2 separate regions of the Sus scrofa genome follow, and region 2 is linked to region 1. A link is a contact called in public HiChIP or PLAC-seq data. All regions are on one chromosome and are shown on one strand. Each heading gives the region's core, a stretch centred on a gene start, on an enhancer-like site or on the middle of the called end of the contact. The rest is flanking DNA. Distances are from core to core; before and after follow the strand shown.

The links. HiChIP or PLAC-seq counts read pairs in DNA pulled down with a chosen protein or histone mark.
Region 2: a contact with region 1 is called in an H3K27ac HiChIP or PLAC-seq map of alveolar macrophages. The contact joins the promoter of BAG3 here to the promoter of CACUL1 in region 1. A contact is called at or near these places in 1 of 47 Hi-C or Micro-C datasets (heart right ventricle) and 1 of 2 datasets of contacts at active chromatin or transcription factors (alveolar macrophages).

The regions. Positions count from the first base shown.
Region 1 is chr14:128,747,381-128,751,340 of Sscrofa11.1, forward strand. CACUL1 (CDK2-associated and cullin domain-containing protein 1) reads right to left here and starts at 1,725. Exons shown (of 9, transcript XM_003483565.4): 1 at 1,031-1,725. The coding sequence starts at 1,397.
Region 2 is chr14:129,507,937-129,511,896 of Sscrofa11.1, forward strand. It overlaps BAG3 (BAG family molecular chaperone regulator 3), which reads left to right and starts at 2,304. Exons shown (of 5, transcript XM_021073458.1): 1 at 2,304-2,893; 2 at 2,896-3,075. The coding sequence starts at 2,705.

The DNA of each region.
Region 1 (3,960 bases), core at 475-2,974:
ATATGTAAGGCTCTGACTGTGTATCGGCAGCAAGGCAGATACTTTCTCTGCACAGCTAATTGGACAATTAGTGGTTCAGCTTGATAAAATTAGTAACTAGAAATGAAATCTCCAGTTGCTTTACCAGATGTCATTCAAAACTTGCATTATTAATAGGAGAGAAAAATCTGGCTGTGACGATCTATTTTCACAACCACTACCCTCCAAAAAACCCCACTTAAAAAGCAAAAGCACTCTTTTTTCTAGCTGTGGAAGCATACAACAACTGTGAAGACAGTTTCAGTTACAAAACAGAGTTTGGTCCTAAATCTTTCTGCCTGCAACTGAGAGTTAAGGCAGATCACTAACATAAAGTTCAACATTCAACATAACCTTGGACTTGGTCACACACCGAATGGCTTATTCTTACCAGTGTAGGCTTTGAAAAAGTAATTTTATACATTATTAACTTCAAAACTGATGTCGCAGCTCCCGCTGCACTGGTGTTACTCAAGAAGCAACTCCTACATTTCCCTAGCAGGATGCAGAAGGCGTACACTGGAGGAAGAACGAAGTGTAGAACAGGTCAACTTTCTAATTTCTGACTTGTTTAACGCAGACTGGCTAAAAGCACAGGAACACAAGTCACCAGGTTTCTTTTTCCTCTGGCTGCAAAAAACGAATGAAGGCCTCTCCCTAACGAAATTAAGGCAGCCTTATTTTCCTTTCTTGTTTGAAAGTGAAACTTAAGGGAGAATGGAGAAGAAAAGAGCTTCCTAACGTTGAGAGATAGCCAGTTGTGATACGATCGCGTTTGTAGGAGAACTTGGGGCAGTGTGCACAATCAGACTGCTCCTCTAAGCCAGGTAATACAAGAAGCCAGGGCCGCTTCAGAGCTGGCCGCAGACACCAAGCGAATGGGGGAGGGAGTCGGGGAGGGGAGGAGAGACCCAGGCCAGAAACAAAGGAAGCGGGGCTGGCCGAGGGGGTGGGTTCGACGTCCGAGCGGGGAGGAGAAAAGCTAAGGCTGCTGGCGAAAGGCTGGACTCACAGAACTTGGAGGTGGAGGTGTTGATGTTGATGGTGGAGCTGGGGGTGGGGGCGGGGGCCGCCTTAGCCACGGCGGCGGCCGCGTCGCAGCTCTTCAACATCATGATCACCCCATTGGCCTCCGGCGGTGGCGGAGGCCCCATCGGGAGCCCCTCCTTGGGGCCTTTCCTGTCCACGGAGACCGCAGGCATCGTCAGCAGCTGACCCGCCGGAGGCTCTCGGGCAGGAGCTGGGATCGAAGAGGGGGGCGGCGGGGGTGGCGGGGGCTGCCGGAAGCCGTCCACGGCGGCCTCCCAGTTGTTGTGGTTCTGGTCGTCCATCATCGCCTCGTAGCTGCCCCCCTCCTCCTCTTCCATGCTTTCCTCCATCCTGCAGGCCCCCAGCACCCGCCTGCCTCACAGGCACCTGCCGCCTGTCTCAACCCCGGCCGGGGGAGGGGGGGGCACCGCAGCCTCCTCGAGCTCACATCGCCGAGGGCCGGAACGGGCACGGCAGGGAGGGCAGCAGTGCACCGGGGCTCTCCGTCTCCACCGGGCCGACTCTTACAGACAGCGCTGACCGCGGTGGTCGGTCGCTCCCGGGCTCAGTCTGGGGAGAGGCAGCCGTAAAGCGGCAGCGCCCCTCACGACATTTTACAGCAGCTTCCAACAGGCAGTTGGAAAGGGCAGCTGGGGGAGCGGCCCAGGAGGGCACGTGGCGCGAGGAACCAACCGCGAGAAAGCTAAGCAAAAAGGGGCGGGCGCTGTGCGTCACCTCCAAGCAGTAGAGCCTCTGCTGGCCACGCGCAGAGAGTGACTGGGAGACCAGTCAGGAGGAGGATTCGCCGCCCCCGCCCCCGGCCTACCCTCACGTGATAGAGGAGTTTGGCTGCGCACGCGCGTTCTCAGTTTGGTTACCTGGACGACGGGGGGTCCAACTGGCTGCTGAAGATGCGCCCAGAGACTCCCCGCTGGTTCGTGTAACCCAGGCTCAGCGTCTTGGTGGTGTTTTTCTTTGGCTCTCCCGAAATGCCGAGCCTTCGCACCGCAAAGGGCCTCGCAGCCCGGCCTTTGCCTGACTACGGAACTCGCAGGCCATTAGAGACTCGGGGTCTCGCGCTATAAAACGGATGGGTCTGGCCTGGGCGGCCTTTGCTCCCAGGCCTCAGCCCAAGTGATCCAAACCCTCAAAATCAAGAGTGACAACCGAAACAGCAGGGTGGCTTAAAAAAATTAATGCGTTTGAGCTATTAGTGGATTTTTTTAAGTTCCTTAACTCTGCGTACCTGAGGCCAAAAAATTTACCAAAAATGCCACTCTCCGTATGCTGGTCACAAATCTCACTATGAATTTGAGGTTATGTTATGAGAGTCTTGAAGGACAGATAAAGACTATGTAACTATTGTAATTTCTTTGATTTCTCTGAATTCTCAAATTATAGCAATAGCTGTATATTATGTGACAATATAGGTCGTAATTGTTTATTGTGAAAATCATTCTCATTGCTGGTGATAAGGTGGCCTAGAAAAACCCTTTATTACATTTAAGCATGTCTTTTATTTCCACAGATGTGAAGAATTACTTCAGAATTACTTCAGAAATTGTCTGTGATAGACTTCAGTGTCCCCATTTGATTCAGCTTCTCTACACATATTTTCCCCATATATTCTGTAAAATACTTAATGAAACATTTATAGCAATCGCTTATGATTTAACTTCAGACAATACGCCCTCATAATATTTAATGACAAAATTTTGGAATCAGCACACTTTTTTTAATTATCCAGGCTTGGAACTATACTAATTCTCTGGCCTTGGGACATTTGGTGAATATGAAAAGAAAAAAAATTTTTTTCAAGTAAAAAACTATTGAATGAAATGCTAAGGAGACAAATATGTAACCTGAGAATTCTATGCCCAGCAAGAAAAGGAAGCAGAATGACCAATTATAGTCTTTTTCAGATGAACAACCCGATAGTTTGTCATCCATAGACTTTCTAGGTGGGTGAGTGGGAATAACTAGATTAAGTATGCAAGGAAGATACAAGAGTCATAAATATATCCCTAATAACATGGTCATAAAATACTTGAAGCAAAAGTTGACAAAAGAAAGATCTACTGTCAGAGTAGGTGGTTTTTACATATTTAATAGTTGGCAGTGGGTTGAATAGTAGCTCCCCAAAAGATATGTTTATGTCTTAATCCCTGGAACTGTGAATTTTACTTCATTTGGAAACAAGGTCTTTCTCAGATGTGATTAAAGATTCTCACAGTAAAAATTAACATTGTAAATAAACTACAGTTTTTTTAATTAATAAAAGTTTAAAAGATCTTGAGGAGATCTTGGATCATCCAAGTGGGCCATAAAAGCAATGACAAGCATCCTTATTAGAGGAAAGAGGAGGGAGCTCTGAGACAGAAGAGAAGCAGAAGGGGAGGAGGAGGCAATGTGACCACAGAAGCAGAGGTGGAGTGATGCAGCCACACTCCCACCCCAAACACCAACAGCCTCCCGAAGCCGGATGAGACCTAGAGCCTCCAGAGAGAAGGCAGTCCTTCTAATGCCTTTATTTCAGACTTCTAGCTTCCAGATCTGTGAGGGAATACCTTTCTGCTGTGTAAAGCCACCCATTTGTGTTAATTTGTTACAGCAGCCACAAGAAACTAATACTTAGATCAAAGGGACCAAAAAATCTTTAGGGGACTAGAGGATTTAAATAATACAATTACTCAAGCTCAGTTTAATGAATACATACAGAACACTGCACTCAACAACTGCAGAACATATATTCTTATCAAGAATATGTGAAACGTTAACAAAAACTGAACACACTGGGTCATAAAGCAAGTCTCTCAATGTGTGTCTAAGGATTGGTGCCATAGCAACCACATTCTCTGTAGTTGTTAGAAATCAGTAACCAACAGACAGTAATCCCCATATTTCTACTCTTCC
Region 2 (3,960 bases), core at 1,054-3,553, 760 kb after region 1:
AAGCAAGCAGTGAGGGAGCTCTCTGGGGTTTTTTGTTTGTTTGTTTGTCTTTTTAGGGCTGCACCCATGGCATATGGAGGTTCCCAGGCTAGGGGTCTAATCGGAGCTGTTGCTGCAGGCCTACGCCAGAGCCATAGCAATTCCAGATCCGAGCCATGTCTGTGACCTACACCACAACTCAAGGCAACACCACCAGATTCTTGACCCACTGAGCAAGGCCAGGGATTGAACCTGCAACCTCATGGTTCCTAGTCGGATTCGTTTCCGCTGTGCCATGACGGGAACTCCTCTGGGGTGTTTTTTATAAGGGTATTGAACCCATTCACCAGGGCTTCATCCTCATGACTTAATCACTTCCCAAAAGTCCCACCTCCAAATAGCATCACACTGGGGAATAGGTTTCAACATATGACCTTTGGGAGGATAGAAACCTCCAGTCTCTAGCACCTGGGGAAAGAGCATCCCAAGACTTAGAAGGAAAAAAGGCACCAAGGTCAGACATGCTCCTTGTTATTCAGCATGGCTCAAAGGAGCTTCTTCCAGGTAGTTCTCCAAGACTTATGGCTCCATTTTAGACAAACCCTCTTGAAGTCCCTGGTGGAACATAACTCCCAGAAGCAACGATATTAGCCCCAGGAGAACTTGCTTCCTCCTTGCTCCTGTCTAGTGCACCTGCAAACAAAACATCAGCAAAGAATGCTCTCAGTGTGTAAATGTAGTTGTCATAGAATGCAAATGGAGTAAAGGAAAGAGAAATAAAAATTCACTTTAGAATCAGTCTTCAGTATACATCAATATTATTGAATATAGATTCTGGAGCTCAGGTCTCCAGAAATAAGTTCTTCCTGACGGGAGTTCTCATCGTGGCTCAGCAGTAACGAGTCCAGCTAGTATCCATGAGGATGTGGATTTGATCCCTGGCCTTGCTCAGTGTATTAAGGATCTGGCATTGCTGTGAGCTGTAGCGTAGGTTGCAGACACGGATTGGATTTGGTGTTGTTGCGGCTCTGGCGAAGGCCAGCAGCTACAGCTCCAATTCAGCCCCTAGCCTGGGAACTTCCATAAGCTTGGGGTGCGACTCCCCTCCAAAAAAGCCACTGAATAAGGCGCTTGAGGGTCCAGCTCCTTCAATAGTAGTACTTAGGGTAAATTAGTGCACTGGCATTTGGGTTTATACATCAGTCTCTTGTGTGTTTGGTACCTGAGTCAGTCCTTGGGGCTTAATCGTCTCTGCGTTTTCCCAAAACTGAATTTTGTACTTTAAAGCTGATAAGAACACCTGTGTAAGTGAGAATCATTCCATTGGAAATGATTGGTAGGCCTCTTATCGTTTGCTCCAAAAGGAGTAATTTGAGGGCAGGAAGAGAGGAAAGGTATTGCCTCTGAGGGTTCCTGGGTAGTCTCTGCATTTGAGTTGGAAAATTGGGCCCAGTATTAAGCCATGGCACCTTCTCAAAGTGCTTCTGGAGAAAGGAATGAGTCTCAGGCCCAAAGATTTAAACTAGTACCTCCCCAACATTCTCCCTCTGGGGGGCACACACTCTCTCTCCCAGAGGAATTGAGGTGTTGGGTTCAGGCTGCAAGTGCGATTATTGAAACAACCCAACAAATACATTTAATGATTCAATTTGTTCCCTACTTCTCAAGTAAAGCTCAAATTTTAAGACAGCAAGAACCAACCTCTACCATAAAAAAGACCAAAACTCCAAATAATGTGTTTTTTTCTTTAAAGTTGTTCAGCAATGATAGTTTCTTATTTGAGTTATGAGGTTCAGGAGCATAAAACCATGGGCTGATGCAATCTTTCTGTCTTCAGGTTTTTTTGAAAGAAAGGCAGGTGAGTTTCCATTTGCACTTCCATTTTTCCCCTGGCTTGGTTACTGTGTCAGGTCAACATTCCAGCGCTCCTTCCGACAGCCGTTAAGCCCAAGGGAGAAAAGTGATTAAAACATAACGGAGGGACACCAGTGCCCCGAGTATCAGTATATGGGGGTACAAATGAGAGGTGGGGAGAGACTCTGGTTTAAACCCAAAGACTTTAAAGGCTAACGATGACTTTGTTTTTATAAGGAACTGCAGCAGATACTCTTGAGTGCGGACTCCCAGTCCTAAGAACAGGAAGAGGCAGTCTGAAAACCGAAACCGCCCAGGACACAAAGACGACGTCCCTGGGGCTCGCTGGTCCAGTCAGCCAGCATCAGGGAGATGCCTCGGGTGCACCTTGGCCCACCCTGAGGCTGTCTCAGCCGGGTGACACCCACCCAGGAAGCTGGCGCGAGGGAGGAGGTGGGGTGGAGGAGGGGCGGCAGGGAGGCCACGCCCGTGACCACGCCCACGCCCCGCCCCGCCACGATTATAGCCGATGACTCAGGGCGGAGCTCCGCATCCAGCCCTCGCCGCCGCCAACTTCTCTGGATGGGACCAGAAGTTTCTAGCCGGCCAGTTGCTACCTCCCTTTATCTCCTCCTTCCCCTTTGGCAGCGTGGAGGCTATTTCCAGACACTTCCAGCCCTCTCCGGCCACGTCACCCCCTCCTTTAATTCATAAAGGTGCCCAGCGCCGGCTTCCCGGACACGTCGGCAGCCCACAAGACTCTAGCTCCGGCCTCGGCCAGCGAGCCACTCTGCGCCTGGAAGTCCGGCACCCCGCGACCCTGTGACCCGGCACCCCGGCGGCTGCCCCTCCGGGCCGACCCCGACCCAGCATGAGCGCTGCCACCCACTCGCCGATGGTTCAGATGGCGTCCGGCAACGGCGCCGGCGACCGCGACCCCCTGCCCCCCGGCTGGGAAATCAAGATCGATCCGCAAACCGGCTGGCCCTTCTTCGTGGACCACAACAGCCGCACCACGACGTGGAACGACCCGCGCGTGCCCCCGAGGGCCCCAAGGTAAGCGGGACCCGAGCTGCACTCTGGCCAGCACTTCCCCCCACCCCCACCCCCCCCGCGCCCCGACGGCGAGCGGCGGGACAGGGCTTCGGGGATGGGGGTGGCGGGCTGGACTGGGCCGGGCTGCGGGGACGCGAGGAGCAGGGTGCCTGCCGGCCACAGCCCGCCCGCGCCGGTGTCCCAGAGGTCAGTGAAGGCCACTGGGAACGTACAGACCCCCAAGTGGACACCAGCTCTCAGGAGTCGGCCTGCCGCGTCCCAGGAGCCCCCTCCCCAGGCCCGCCCTTGGCCGGCGTCGGGGCGAGGGGGAGGCCCCGGGGAGGACTGTCCTCTCTGGGCTGCATCTGGTTTCCGGAGGTCGGGCGGGAAGTGCGACCCGCCCCATGGTGCCAGGTCCGGTCCACCGGCTGGATTCGAGGGGCCGTGGGCCAGGAGGCGAGGGGCGATCGGCCTGGTCAGCCTCGGAGGCCCGGGCCAGGCCCCACCGCGGCCTCCGCCCGGCTTCCAGGGCTGAGAGCCTGGTTTCACTCTGCTGATCACGCTTGGTCGGACGCCAGGGGGCCTTTGGCAAGCTTGGATGGGGGGGTCTCTTAGGATCTCTAAGGACTTTTACCTCCCAAAGTTCCAGAACTTGCTTGAGGGTATCTTGACTTCAGTCTTCCACCTGAGGCACAGAGTGACTCAGGAGACTGACGTAAATACATCCCCCCCGCCCCTTGAATTTGAAATTAAAATTGTATTCTTGTTTGAAACTGTTTTCGATAAGAATATATTCTAGAATGACTTGTTAAAAAAAAAAAAAAAAAGATGCTGTTCTCCCAGGCAATTTTAAACTAAAGACGTGAGACTGTCGCCTAGTTGGCTATTGACTTAGACATTGCCTCACACTGGCGAGAAAAAGTGTTGTTGTTTTTTTTTAAATGGCAATACATTCCTTTCCTTGTTATGTTACTACAATACCCAGGATTTGTTTCTAATACACAAATAATTGAGTAGTAATGCTTTTGTGAATACAGATGTATGCCTTATTTACATTTATGTAAGGGTATATACTTCTTAATCCTTAGGAGC